Linked DNA regions of Mus musculus: region 1 is linked to region 2. Evidence: chromatin contacts called from public Hi-C data. All regions are on one chromosome and are shown on one strand. Each heading gives the region's core, a stretch centred on a gene start, on an enhancer-like site or on the middle of the called end of the contact. The rest is flanking DNA. Distances are from core to core; before and after follow the strand shown.

Region 1 (6,319 bases), core at 3,638-6,137, 170 kb before region 2:
ACACACACGAGAGAGAGAGAGAGAGAGAGAGAGACCTTCTGAGGAAGTCATCTCCATCTGAACTCCTAGCAAGGACCCAGGCTCACAAAATCACCATGTAGGAACCTCCCCGCTTCCCTCCCTCACTCCACCCGAGTTCCTTCTGTAACAAAATATGCATCCCCTAGGAGCAGGCGAGTGCAGACAAAAAAGCCCCGAGAGGAGACCTAGGAAGGAAACCAACTCCATGCAGACATTTTGGTGTGCTTTTATTTTTGATTCGTATCATACTTTACGAAGGGAAACTTCCAAACTTTACTCTTGCAACATCCTGACCTTGACCTTGCTGCATAGGAGAAAAGCAGAACTAAGCGAGCCTTGCTGGAGCCCATCCCGTTCGTGTGTGTGTGTGTGTGTGTGTGTGTGTGTGTGTGTGTGTGTGTGTGTGTGCGCGCGCGCATGAGGAGCTGCTTCCAGCTGACAGGAGGATTACACTCAGCTACAAACGACTGGAAACACAGCAGCCCGTGAGTCACCGGCTCATCCTCTGGCATCCACGGGCAAGCACCCTTCCCACGCGTTTCTTATTTAATGTGGTGAGCATTAAGTTTCGCTCTGCCTTGTATCAGCAAATACCTTCCTAGTCGCGAATGGAAAACAAACTGAAACTGGATACATTCAAACATGGCTGCTTGATTTCCATAAGTCATCAGGAGGAGAATGAATTTAACTTTAGTACATTTATTCTTACATGATTCATAATAAAACACTTTCAAAACCTTCTGTACAGTTCAAGCCACTCAGAACAGCGTTTCATGTTTATAAACGTGATTTGTTGGGATGAGGTGCCGAGGTGTCTCTGTACAAAGATGTACAATATGTACAGTCACTGTAGGTACAAGCTGTGCGAAGCAGAGTCTAGAACACGTAATTCATGCCAAGGCTCAGAAAACATTTCAACACGTAAAGACTAAAGCTTGAAACTGCACTGCGGCTCTCCCTGGGCGTATGATCACTTTATAAACAATACATGTATAGGTCGTATAGAAAGTGGTTGACCCCAGCGCTGACAGTACCATGCAGCTGACTGGACACGGTACCGCCCGTTCTCCTGGGCCTCGGTCTGTACTTGCTATGTCATTGGGCTGCTGCTGCCGCCTTGGGCTGAGCCACAGCTACGCTAGGAGACTTAAACTTGGGGAGGTAAAGGCCAAACTTGTTTTCAATGCCAGCGAAAGTGGCCGTGGCAAGTCTGTAGCCACCGATGTGATCGGGGTTGGCAGGAGGGAGGTCTGCGATGCGGGACTTTGGCGTTGGTTCTGAGCCAGAAGGTTTGCTGTGAACAGGAAAAAGCAGACCGTTAGGGATCTCAGGGCTTACACTTTGAGCGGGGTCTGTGACAGCCACACCCCATGGAGAAGGCTCTCTCAGCTCTCTCCATGTCTCCTGCATCAATCATGATATCCAGCGTCACCACAGCATTGCTTTCACATACGTCATAGAGAAGACAAACGGCCCCACCCCCACTGCTTATGAGCAGACTTGAGGGCAGAAAAATAAACGGAAGAGAAAATGCACTCCATTAGTAATAGTCTTTGGGAAGCTGGCTATTTGTAGATTTTTCTATTTTCTATTACTATGCAGGAAGCATACATGAAATGTAAAGGTATATGTATTGATTTAATTTTAAAGCTTCTTGAATAATGGGCTCATAATGCTTATCACCAAAAGAGAAACAAATTTAGTTCTTGCTTCTACAATCTCTCAAGACACAGTATTTGTACGCTGGGATGAGAAAATTGCTGTCCTTGCATCTTTTCCGTATGCTGGTCGCTCCACTACTTGGATCAGCAGCTATTCCCCTACTGAGGCTTTCAGCAGGATCACAGGGTTATGACATAAAGACACGCAGTGCCCAGGCTTCTGCCCAACAGTTAATAATTGCTCGCTTGCTTTGGGTACAACTTCCCTGCAGACTCAGCAAGCAACTGCTTGTCTCCCCAGGGGAAGCTTTGTGTGCTGCATTTGGAGCAGCTCAGTTTGGGGCCTGCACTCTACAATGGTTGACTCGTTGGGTAACCTCTCTTGGAAACCGGTGTGTGAACTAGCTGTGTGAACATCTAGGTACTAAGTGATGGGAAGCAATGAGATCTCCTAAATGTAAAAACGATGAGGAGCAATCACAGGAGTGTGACTAGTACACACTTAGGTTGTTTCTGGTCATATTAAATAATCCAACTAACAGTGATTTGCCTCTCTTAATGTGGAAGGCTTTACAGCCCATTGCTTTCCATGCATTGGTCTTAAAGAACCCCACTGTGTCCCGTTTCTCAGCATTCCCAAAGTGGCTCTATAAACAGAACAAACACGTATGTGGATTTGGTGACTTTGTGAAGAGAAGTAGCTGTACTTACAGGCCTCCAAAATCTATGTAAAACCACCGCTGCAGAAGCTCGTAGGTAACCAGAGTGACACCAAACTGAGGTGAGGATCGAAACACCCGAGCTGGAAAAGACAGACAGGGTAGGGTACACTTAACACCTGGATGCTGTTACGAGGTGACCTGAGAGTGTCAGGGCAGGACAGCCAGACAGCCAGGCTGGAGGACCACCCCAGCATCTACCTGCAGTCCCTTTCCAAAATGCCGAGGGCCCTTCTTCCCGGAGAATCTTTCGGAAACAGTCGACGACCCCGCTGTATGTTGTCTGGCCGGCCCTGGCGGCCACTTGCAGTCTTGTCTTGATGACATCAGCAGGGGTCACCAGAGAAGCAGCAGGTACGCCTTTGAGGAGAAAGCCACATTTAATCCTCCTAAGGACTTCATACATCCAATAAGAAAGTCCACAACTGTAACCCAAGGGGTACTCAGAGCTCCTTACACAGATACGGAGGCGCATGTGGAAAGAAGTGTCAGCAAGCCTGCCGGTTGGCTGCTGGTTTCAGTAGAATTGGGGTGGAAAGGTTTTGTTTTTCTTTCTGAATTAAGGAAATGTCTCTAATGTCCCATCCCAGAGAACAATGAGAGAGAGAAGCACTGCTAGAGGTAGGTAGGAATCGCCACGTTCCCTTCCCGGCCTTAACAACCTTTAGGCTTTTCATCTTTAAATAGGATGCAAGTATTTTCTCCTGTGACATCTGTTTAATGCACCACAGATTGCATGTGGCATCAAAGCATCGTGCGTGGTCTTGGTTGATCCTTGCCAACCACACTGTGGGGTGAGTGAGGGTCAAAAGCATCAAGCACTTGCCAGTCTGAGGTGCTAAGGGAGAGGCTGCAAGCCTCCTTTCAGACCTGCTCATGTGACAGTCAGTGTGGCAGTCATTACAACCTCAGTGAGAGCCGGCCAGGCATCCAGTTAAAGAGCAGCAGAGGAACCGATCATTCAGAGGCCACCCTTCCCCAACACACACATGCCACAGCTCCCTGGGGTCACCTGAGATGCTGCAGCAGCAGCAGGACACGGAAGATGGATTTCTCAAGCATAGGTTTTGTTCATAAAACAAAACAGACCTTGAGAGAGCAGCATGACCTTCCCCAGGGGGAAGGAATTCAATTTGGCCCAAATCTCACTGTCTCACCATCGCTAGGCAGATGGAGCTTGTGGCTCTGAGGGGCTCTGAGGGGCTCCATGAGAGAATGATGCCAGTATGTCCCTTGGATCAGCCCAGCACCCTGCTCAGAGGGAAGCAGGTGAGCTGCATGCCTCCTGGGACAGGTCTTCAAATGCTCTCAGTACCTGCTAGCGAAGCATGCCTGGTAATAATTAGAAAAACTCGCCTCTTTCTGAAAATAGGTCCAATGTCTATAAGCTGGTGTGACTTGGTAACTGTTTATGTGGTTCTGTTTGTTGCCCACTGGAAGCCTGGCCGTTATCCCCTTCCTAACAGTCTAATGAGGACAAGAAAGGAGCTGGGGAGGGTGGCGAGGCGGGGGGGGGGGGGGGGACTTGGTGCCAGGTTAAACCGGCATCACTGGCTGTTTTCATTCAACCAAGCTCACAAATGACGGAGGCCAAGGCATTTGCAGGACCCCAGACAAGGGCTCAAAGCCCTGTTTTCTTGTTTTTCTTTGTTGGTTTGTTTGCTTGTTTGTTTTTAAGTTGTCCTCTGTTGTCATAAACAAGAACAGTGTATTCATCTCAACACTGCCAGGACCCAGGGCTCCTAACACACCATACTTAGGACAAGTAGTAGAAGATAACTCAGTAATTAAGAGCCAAGCAGTGGGGTTGGAGAGATGCCTCAGTGGTTAAGAGCACTGGCTGCTCTTTCAGAGGACCCAAGTTTGATTCCTAGAATCCTCATGGCTTGCAACCATCTATAACTCCAGCCCCAGGGTATCTGATACCCAATTTTGGCCTCATTCAGCAACGGGTATGCACATGGTGTACATACATACATACATGCAGGCAAACATGAACATAAAAGTAAATAAATCTTTTGGTTTTTTGTGTTGTGAGACAAGGTAGCCCTGGCTGTCCTGGAACTAATCACTATATAGACCCGGCTGACCTCAAACTCACAGAGTTCTGCCTGTCTCTGCCTCCCACATGTAAATAAATCTAAAATAAACCCCAAGCAGGGACCAGAGTCTAGTCCTAGTCCTGAGTCTGTGAGTTTTGTGTGGGTTCGTTACTAGCTGTGAGGAAGCCTAATGAACCGTTTCCTTCTGCTGTCACTCCTCTGTGCTGCTGAATGTAAGGATGCCTGGTTGCTCCCTGTTGTTCCAAGTCAGTTCCCTGGTAACTCAGGAGTAAGGAAGGACAGGGACACACACGCATTCAACCCCTTTCACCCCAGCTACTGCTGAGTCAGTTCTTCCTGCCAGGCTGCTCCCCCTGGTAGACTCTCCTGGGCCTAATCTGGTGTCTTTTGCCTGAGCCTCTACTCCTATGTTGGCCGCACAGGGAAGGCAGGAAGGACGTAATGCAAGCCCCACCCTCCAGAAGCACTGAGCCTATCGCAGAGGGGGTAAGCAACTTAAGCATCCATTAACCAAACTGAACGCTGAGAAAGGAGTTGAGGGCTTCAGGGTGCTGCTTTGGTCTAACCTGTGGTGGCAAGAAGCGAGAGTTTCGTGAAGCTCAGCTTCTGAGCCAGAGTGGGAACGCACTACCCTACAGGACAATCCTAAGGGCAGGCAGAGACTGCTTATCAGCACTGGCCCAACAGAGCAGATCTAGCAAAGGACTTCTCCACCTTAGTTGGCTGTACCCAAGGTTTTAGGAGCCCAGGAGGCTAAGACACATGCTAATGATGGAAGCCCAATTTAGATGGGCAGATCTAATTTGGCTCCAAGTTGCTAAGCTGCATTAAGTTGTTTATCCACATTATGCAAATGTAATTAACGCTCATCAGAATCAGATCCCCACAAAGGAGAAAAGGCGGTTATATCCAGCTAAGTCGGATCCCAACAATAACTTCCAGAAATAAAGCTCCAAGTCAGAGGTTTGGTGCGTCTTGGCAGAATTCTTTTGGTTAAGAAGATCTGTGGTTACCTGCCAAGGCTCCCGCTGTCAGGAGATTGATGCCTCCCACGCGTCCGTTCTCATCAGCCAGGAGGAGTTTGCAGTGAGCGTACACGGGAAAATAGATTGCGGAGAAGGGAATGTCTCGGAGGAAACAGGCTTTGGCACCCTGTCACGCGGTGAGGAAACAGTGCAAAACAGAGTGTAAATATGGGAAGCGGGCAGGCATCAGTGACAGGCTCAGATGTCCTTCAAACAGCATTAGAAGTGATGTGAGGGGAATTGGGGTGGGATGGGGTAGGCAGAGCAAACATGTGGGGCAGGAAGCTTTCTAAAGGAAAATGGACATCCATCCAGGCTAACCCCGGGTGGCTGCAGCATTCTAACAACAAAGAACTTTCTAGCATTTCTAGAAATGCTATATTTAGGGTCTTAAAACTTAATGTGGCAGGGCTGGAGAGAGGAGCTGGGTTCAATCCCCAGCACCCACATGGTAGCTCACAACTATTTGTTAACTCCAGTTCCAAGGGGATTTGACACCCTCACACAGGCAGACATGCAGGCAAAACACCAATGCCCATAAAATAATGATAAATGGGATGGCAAGATGGCTCAGCGGTAAGAGCACTGAGGTCCTGAGTTCAAATCCCAGCAACCACATGGTGGCTCACAACCACCGTAATGAGATCTGATGCCCTCTTCTGGTGCATCTAAAGTCAGCTACAGTGTACTTATGTATAATAATAAATAAATCTTTGGGCTGGAGTGAGCAGGGACTGAGTGATCAGAGTTGGCGAGAGTGAGCAGGGTTGACTGGAGCAAGCAAAGGTCCTAAAAATTCAATTCCCAGCAACCACATGAAGGTTCACAAC
Region 2 (6,017 bases), core at 2,449-4,948:
TTCTCAGTTGAGACTCCTTTTCCCAGGTCTCTAGCTTGGGTCTAATTAACAGAAAAAAACAACTGGGACAAATGCATTTGCCCCTGTGCTGATTTGAGTGAGAAATGTGTCCCATGGGCTTGTGTGGTTGAACTTTGATTCCCAGTTGGTGGCGCTCTTGGGGAGGTTTTGGTGCTAGCCTTGCTGGAGGAAGTACTGAGGGTGGGCTTTGAGATTAAGTGGCCGAACCCTACTTCCAGGTTCACTTTCTCCACTACACCCTAGCCACTCTGCCTGCTGCTCTGCCTGCTGGTTCACAGCCAAGCTTCCCCACCATGAGGGACTAAAACATTCCCCTGGAACTAAAACCCAAAAAAACTATTTTGGGGATGTGTGTGTTGGGGGGTGGCAGGGAATGTGTTCGAGACAGAGTTTCTCTGTATAGCTCTGGCTGTCCTGGGAACTCACTCTGTAGACCAGGCTGGCCTTGAACTCAGAAATCCACCTGCCTCTGCTTTCCAAGTACTGGGATTAAAGGCGTGCGCTACTACTCCCAAAACTCTTTCATCAATAAGTTTCATCTATAAATTTCCTTGGTCATGATATTTTATAACAGCAACTGAAATATAACAAATATAACAGACTAGATTTAAAAAAAAATCTTGCATTATGGGTAATCCTAGAAAGTATATAACATTTTAAGTTGTGTCCAAAGATTATTTTATCTCATAATCCCTAGTGCATTTAAAACTTAAAAGTACAAATTTATAACAAATTATGTGTGGCATAAAGTCTTTACTTATGTATTTCTGTATCTATTTATTAGTAATCTTTCCTTTTGGTTTAAAGTTTTCATACAATGTTTTGAGCAGGTTCTTTTCCCCACCCCTCAACGACAAATATAGAATGCTCCATGAATTTGCATGTCCTGTGCACAGAGGCAGTGCTAATCTTCTTCATATGTTTCTAATTTTGGTATATGTGGTGTCAAAGCAAGGGTGCAATCTTTAATATTAAGTAAAGAGAAAGGGTAGACTGTTAAGTTTTTCAAGAACATGCAAGGAGAAATTTATTTTAGACAAGTAATCATAGACAAGTCATGTTGTTTTGTTTTGTTCTGTTTTGTTTTAGACAGGATCTCATTGTGTGCCCTTTGGATGGCCTGTAACTAACTATTGTAGATCAGGTAACCTTGAGCACACAGAGGTCTGTCTGCCTCTGCCTCCCAAGTAGGATTAAAGGTGTACACCACCATGCCCTGCAAGTCTTTTTTTTTTTTTTTTTTTTTTTTGCTTTTGAGACAGGGTTTCTCTGTGTAGCCCTGGCTGTCCTGGAACTCACTCTGTAGACCAGGCTGGCCTCGAATTCAGAAATACTCCTGCCTCTGCCTCCTGAGTACTGGGATTAAAGGCATGTGCCACCACACCTGGCACCCAGCAAGTCTTTTATGTGAACAGTGTATATATGCACATAAGCACAAGCATGTGTATGCATTCCAGAAGTCAATGTCATGTGTCCTTTTATGTCACTTTCCAGTGTCTATGTACCAACTGTGTTCCTAGTACCCATGGAGGTGGTGAACCACCATGTTGACTCTCCTAAATGGACATGGTATTGAGCTGCACCCTAAGGTCTTATCTTTATACCCATACATCTGTGTGTTTCTTAATCTTCCTGAGAGAAACTTCTTTTTGAAGTAGATGGAGATTAATATAAAGACTGACAACTGGCCAATGTGCAAGATTAATAGACTGTGCTCATCCCTAAATGGGAGATATATCTCTATCTAGATCAATATCTATCTCTTTATCTATCTCTATCTATACCCTCTCTCTGTCTCTCTGTCTGTCTGTCTGTCTGTCTCTCTCTCTCTCTCTCTCTCTCTCTCACACACACACACACACACACACACACACATACACACACACACACAAACACACACACACATACACACATACACACACACACACACACACACACACATACACACATACACACACACACACACACACACACACACACACACATTCCCTAACTCCAAGGTTCAGGGGATGATCTCCTAAGAGGGGAGCTATGAAAAGATTCTAAGGGCCAGAGGTACAGGGTGACCTCTGTGGAAGTGTTTTCTGGATGAAACAGGACCAAGGCACACATGGATTCATAATGGCTGTCACTACACGCACAAGACCTAGCTAGCCGAGATCTCAACATAGATTGGGACAAGGACACAAAGTCCCATTCATAGCTGACAATTGACAGAGCTACTGAGGGGATGAGGGTGGTCAGTTTTCTCCAGGGTTTCTGCCCCTGAAAGGATCCCCGTGCTCCAGTAGATGGCCCTACATTCATGTGCATACTGGCAGTAGATGGACTCAGTGTGTTAAAATAAAAGCACATGAAGTTGAAAGGGAAATGTGGTGGAAGGGATGAGCAGGAGTTGGAGGAGAAGGATGGGGGCGCGTGGTGGTGCTGGGAGTGTATTAGACAAAAACACATTCTATGTGTGTATGATATTCTCAAACAAAAAGAATACCCTTGGATTAAGTGTTCTCCGATTTGAGGTTTGTGATGAGTTGAACTCTGCCTCCTGAGGTTAAAGGTGTGCCAGTTGAGCATGTGGACTCTTTTATTTTTTATTTTATATATGTAGTACAGTGTAGCTATCTTCAGACACACAAGAGGAGGGCATCAGGTTCTATTAAAGATGGTTGTGAGCCACCATGTGGTTGCTGGGAATTGAACTCAGGAAGAGTCCTAAGTGTTCTTAACCGCCGAGCCATCTCTCCAGCCCGCATGTGGATTCTTTAAAATCAATGAGAAGACATCCACATATTCACAAGGAATCCTTATCGATCTCGACTGCATTCAAAGTCCAGAAACTGCTACACTACAGTTTGGGTTCTTTCACCATACACATCTTGGGGTATCATGGTCTGTGTTGAGCACAGGAAGCTACCAAGATGGATAACACCTGGTCCATGAGCGTCTGGACTCCACCGCAAAACAAGGGCAAGAGGCACAGAACCTGGTGAAATCGGGCAACAGTATCATCGAAGGTACAGCGGCTGCCTCACTTGCCTTGACATAGGGGCTATGCAAGCTGACATGCGTCATTCTTTAAATATCTAATTTAGGGATAACAGCAGTTAATACTGCCAAGCAGGAAGTGTCATCAGGGAAGGAGAAATCCTGTGAAGATACCCACAGGGCCACATAGGTGTCCCAACTATTCTATTCTGGAGTCTCTGCTGAGTAATTAATATTCTAACATTGCAAAGGGAAGCTGATCAAACTGATCCAACTTTTTCAACTAGTTGCCTGGAAATGATTTGTAACCGAATGAAAGGCGATGAAAGTGCTTTGTTGCACACTAAATTGTGTTTGTTTGTTTGTTTTTTTTTTCCTCTCGCCCAACTTCACGTATCCATGCACCAAAATGGTGATTCTATAAATACTGGAGGCTACACTTACATGACGACTTTCTTCCATCCCTGATGGGTCTGGAAGCTCAGAGAGAGAACTGCGGCCGGAGCCAGCCTCTCCTGGTGGAAGCGAGCTGGCCGCAGACGGAGCTGCTGGCCTCGACACCAGAGGCACTCGCTAGCCCGGGCTCCTGCAAGCCAGCTCACGCGCGCGCGCGCACTCGCCTCCCACTGCTTCAGCGCTTCTGGGCTTTGAGAGCGCGGCTACTCCAGTGGGCGGAGCTGCGAGGCTCTCTTGGCCACGTGACCGGAGCCAACATGGCGGCGCCCATCGGCGTCCCCCTGCTCGTCCGTGGAGGTAAGCGATCGGCATACGACCGCTCCAGGGCTACGCGCCCAGAGACACGTCCGCGCGTGGGCTTGGTACGCACGTGCGTACTTTCAGTCGGACCCGCGTATACCATACACGTTGGCACGCTGCAGAAACAGACACACGTTTGTCCTCTTCTTACCATGTTGCTTGAGTGCTTAGTTCTTGAGATTTGTGGGTCGTTACCTGAAGTTTTCTTCCCTCTCTTTACTTGTGTGGTTAGTGTTGCAGACGTATCTACCAGCGACGACGGTGAAATGCGCCGGAACACTCGGTTTAGAGCTGTTGGATTGGCATGCCTTTTTGAGAAACTTGTAAAAGGTGATGACAGTCATGATGACTTAGGAGAGCTAACGATGTCAGGGGCATTCCAAACAGATGCGTTTCCGGCGAATCGTTGTTGAATTAGTACTAGGTTCGGATTCTTTGCTAGCAAGAACTCAAAAATAGGTTCAAGAAGGACGAAAAAAAAAAAAAGGAACACCAACGACTTTAGATACAATTTAAGTGCCAGGCACATAGGAACGGTTTTAGGAGGTAAATATTTTCAGAGCAATACTCAGCACGTATTATATACCTTCCGAGCCATCTCACCAGTCCAGCTTAACTTAATACAATCCCCTTTTGTGAAGTCAGATACCAACTTATTTGTGTGTATCTAAGGGTGTGTAAAAAAGTTTGACGTTGACATGGAATGGTGTCCACAAAAATATATTATTTGGAATATTTGGAAAAAGCAAGTTGTAGGACATTAAAATTACATATATTTGTTTGTCTGGTGTATGCTCAAACAGGTGCCAAGGTGTGCATACAAAGGTCACAGGGTCATAGGAGAACTTGTGGGAGTTCTCCCATTATCTGTTTTTCAGACCATGAGGCTTGGTTCAGGCTTTACCCACTGAACCATCTCACCAGCCCAGTTTAGCTCAATACAGCCCCCCCTTTGTGAAATCAGATACTCATATATTTGTGTAGTTATATTTGTGTGTATATGTGTATCTAATATAATACATACAGAGAATGACATACACGATTCACGGCTTTGTGAAATAAAATATTCAGTTTTTATGAAATGCCCATATTTTCCAAAGCACTCAAAATATAGTGCTACATATCTTAGAGGTTTTTGGCAAAGATGACTCTGGTCATTCTGTGTGTACCCAGAACTTCTCATCACTTGAATGATCTTGTACATTTAATACAACTTGTTCATGTGAAGATTAGATTTTCTTTTTTTAGCCTTTGAAATGTTCTTCATAGGAGAAATTTCAAACACACAACAGAGCGGCAAACTCTGCATACACATTGTCTGCTCACAAATCATGTGTGTAGAGACACTCACTTCTCCACCCCAGCCACAGTGCCTCCCACGATGGTATTATTTTAAAGGATGTCCTAGGTATATCACTTTATTTGTAGATTCTTTTGCCTATGTATCTCTGAAAACTGTGCCTAGGGAGTATAGCTCAGTGGTTAGCACCCATAAGCCTTGGTTTGGGGTTCCCCTGCTCCATAAGAGGAGAAAGAAAGAAAAAAAGGAAGGAAGGAAGGAACAAAGAAGGAAGAAAAGAAAGACAGAAAGACTGAGAATCCTACTCATTGTCTTGTATATTGTACTTATTTTTAGAATTTCTATTTAGCTATTTATTTGTTTTAAGACAGAATCTCCTGTAGCCTTGAACTCCTGGTCCTTCCGCCTCTACCACCGTGTGTTGAGATTAGTGGTGTAAACCACCCGTCATACTGGGCATTTCTCTGTCAGTTTCTCTGTTCAGATTTCCCAGTCATGCTCTTGTAACAATTGTTACATTTTATTTTATGAGACAGGGTCTTGTGTAGGGCGGGCTTGAATTCCTGGTCCTTCTGCCATTTCCAAGCATGTGCTGCCACACCCAGTAAACATAACAACTTTTTAAAAAAAGATTTATTTTTTATTTATGTGCATGCATGTAATCCATCTTGAGTTTACGTGCACCACATATGTGCAGGTACCTGAGGAGGCCAGAGGGAGTCATATCCCCTGGAACTGAAATTATAGGCAGTTGTGAGCCATAAGATACAGGTTATGAGAATCCAACTGGCCAGATCCTCTGGAAGAGCAGTAAGTGCTTTTAACCACGGAACCATCTCTCTAGCCCCGTAACGGCTATTTTAAACACTTGAAATCAGAGTTTCCCCACAGTCTGTCTTATTTGATGATGGTGGTGATGATGGTGGTGATAATTGATTGGCTACACTTTCCTGCT

The links. Hi-C and Micro-C count contacts between places; a contact is called where the count stands out from the background.
Region 1: a contact with region 2 is called in a Hi-C map of embryonic stem cells, with 1.7 times the contacts expected there. The contact joins the enhancer-like site here to the promoter of Metap1d in region 2. A contact is called at or near these places in 3 of 39 promoter capture datasets (the 3T3-L1 cell line, cranial neural crest and hematopoietic stem and progenitor cells), 1 of 15 datasets of contacts at CTCF or cohesin (large pre-B cells), 4 of 484 Hi-C or Micro-C datasets (B cells, bone marrow-derived macrophages, embryonic stem cells and 1 more), 2 of 115 datasets of contacts at active chromatin or transcription factors (CD8 T cells and embryonic midbrain) and 3 of 9 other capture datasets (embryonic stem cells, liver and pancreatic islet).

The regions. Positions count from the first base shown.
Region 1 is chr2:71,274,039-71,280,357 of GRCm38.p6, forward strand. Slc25a12 (solute carrier family 25 (mitochondrial carrier, Aralar), member 12) reads right to left here. Exons shown (of 18, transcript NM_172436.4): 15 at 5,478-5,616; 16 at 2,603-2,761; 17 at 2,394-2,484; 18 at 232-1,315. The coding sequence ends at 1,117. Among named protein-coding and RNA genes, the nearest start is that of Dync1i2, 65 kb to the left of the region's middle. Within about 2 kb of position 4,888, at least 13 of the 459 cell types and tissues checked have an H3K27ac peak or open chromatin away from gene starts, as enhancers often do. A contact at or near this core is called in embryonic stem cells, where this site is marked.
Region 2 is chr2:71,449,640-71,455,656 of GRCm38.p6, forward strand. Metap1d (methionyl aminopeptidase type 1D (mitochondrial)) reads left to right here and starts at 3,699. Exons shown (of 10, transcript NM_025633.3): 1 at 3,699-3,759. The coding sequence starts at 3,720.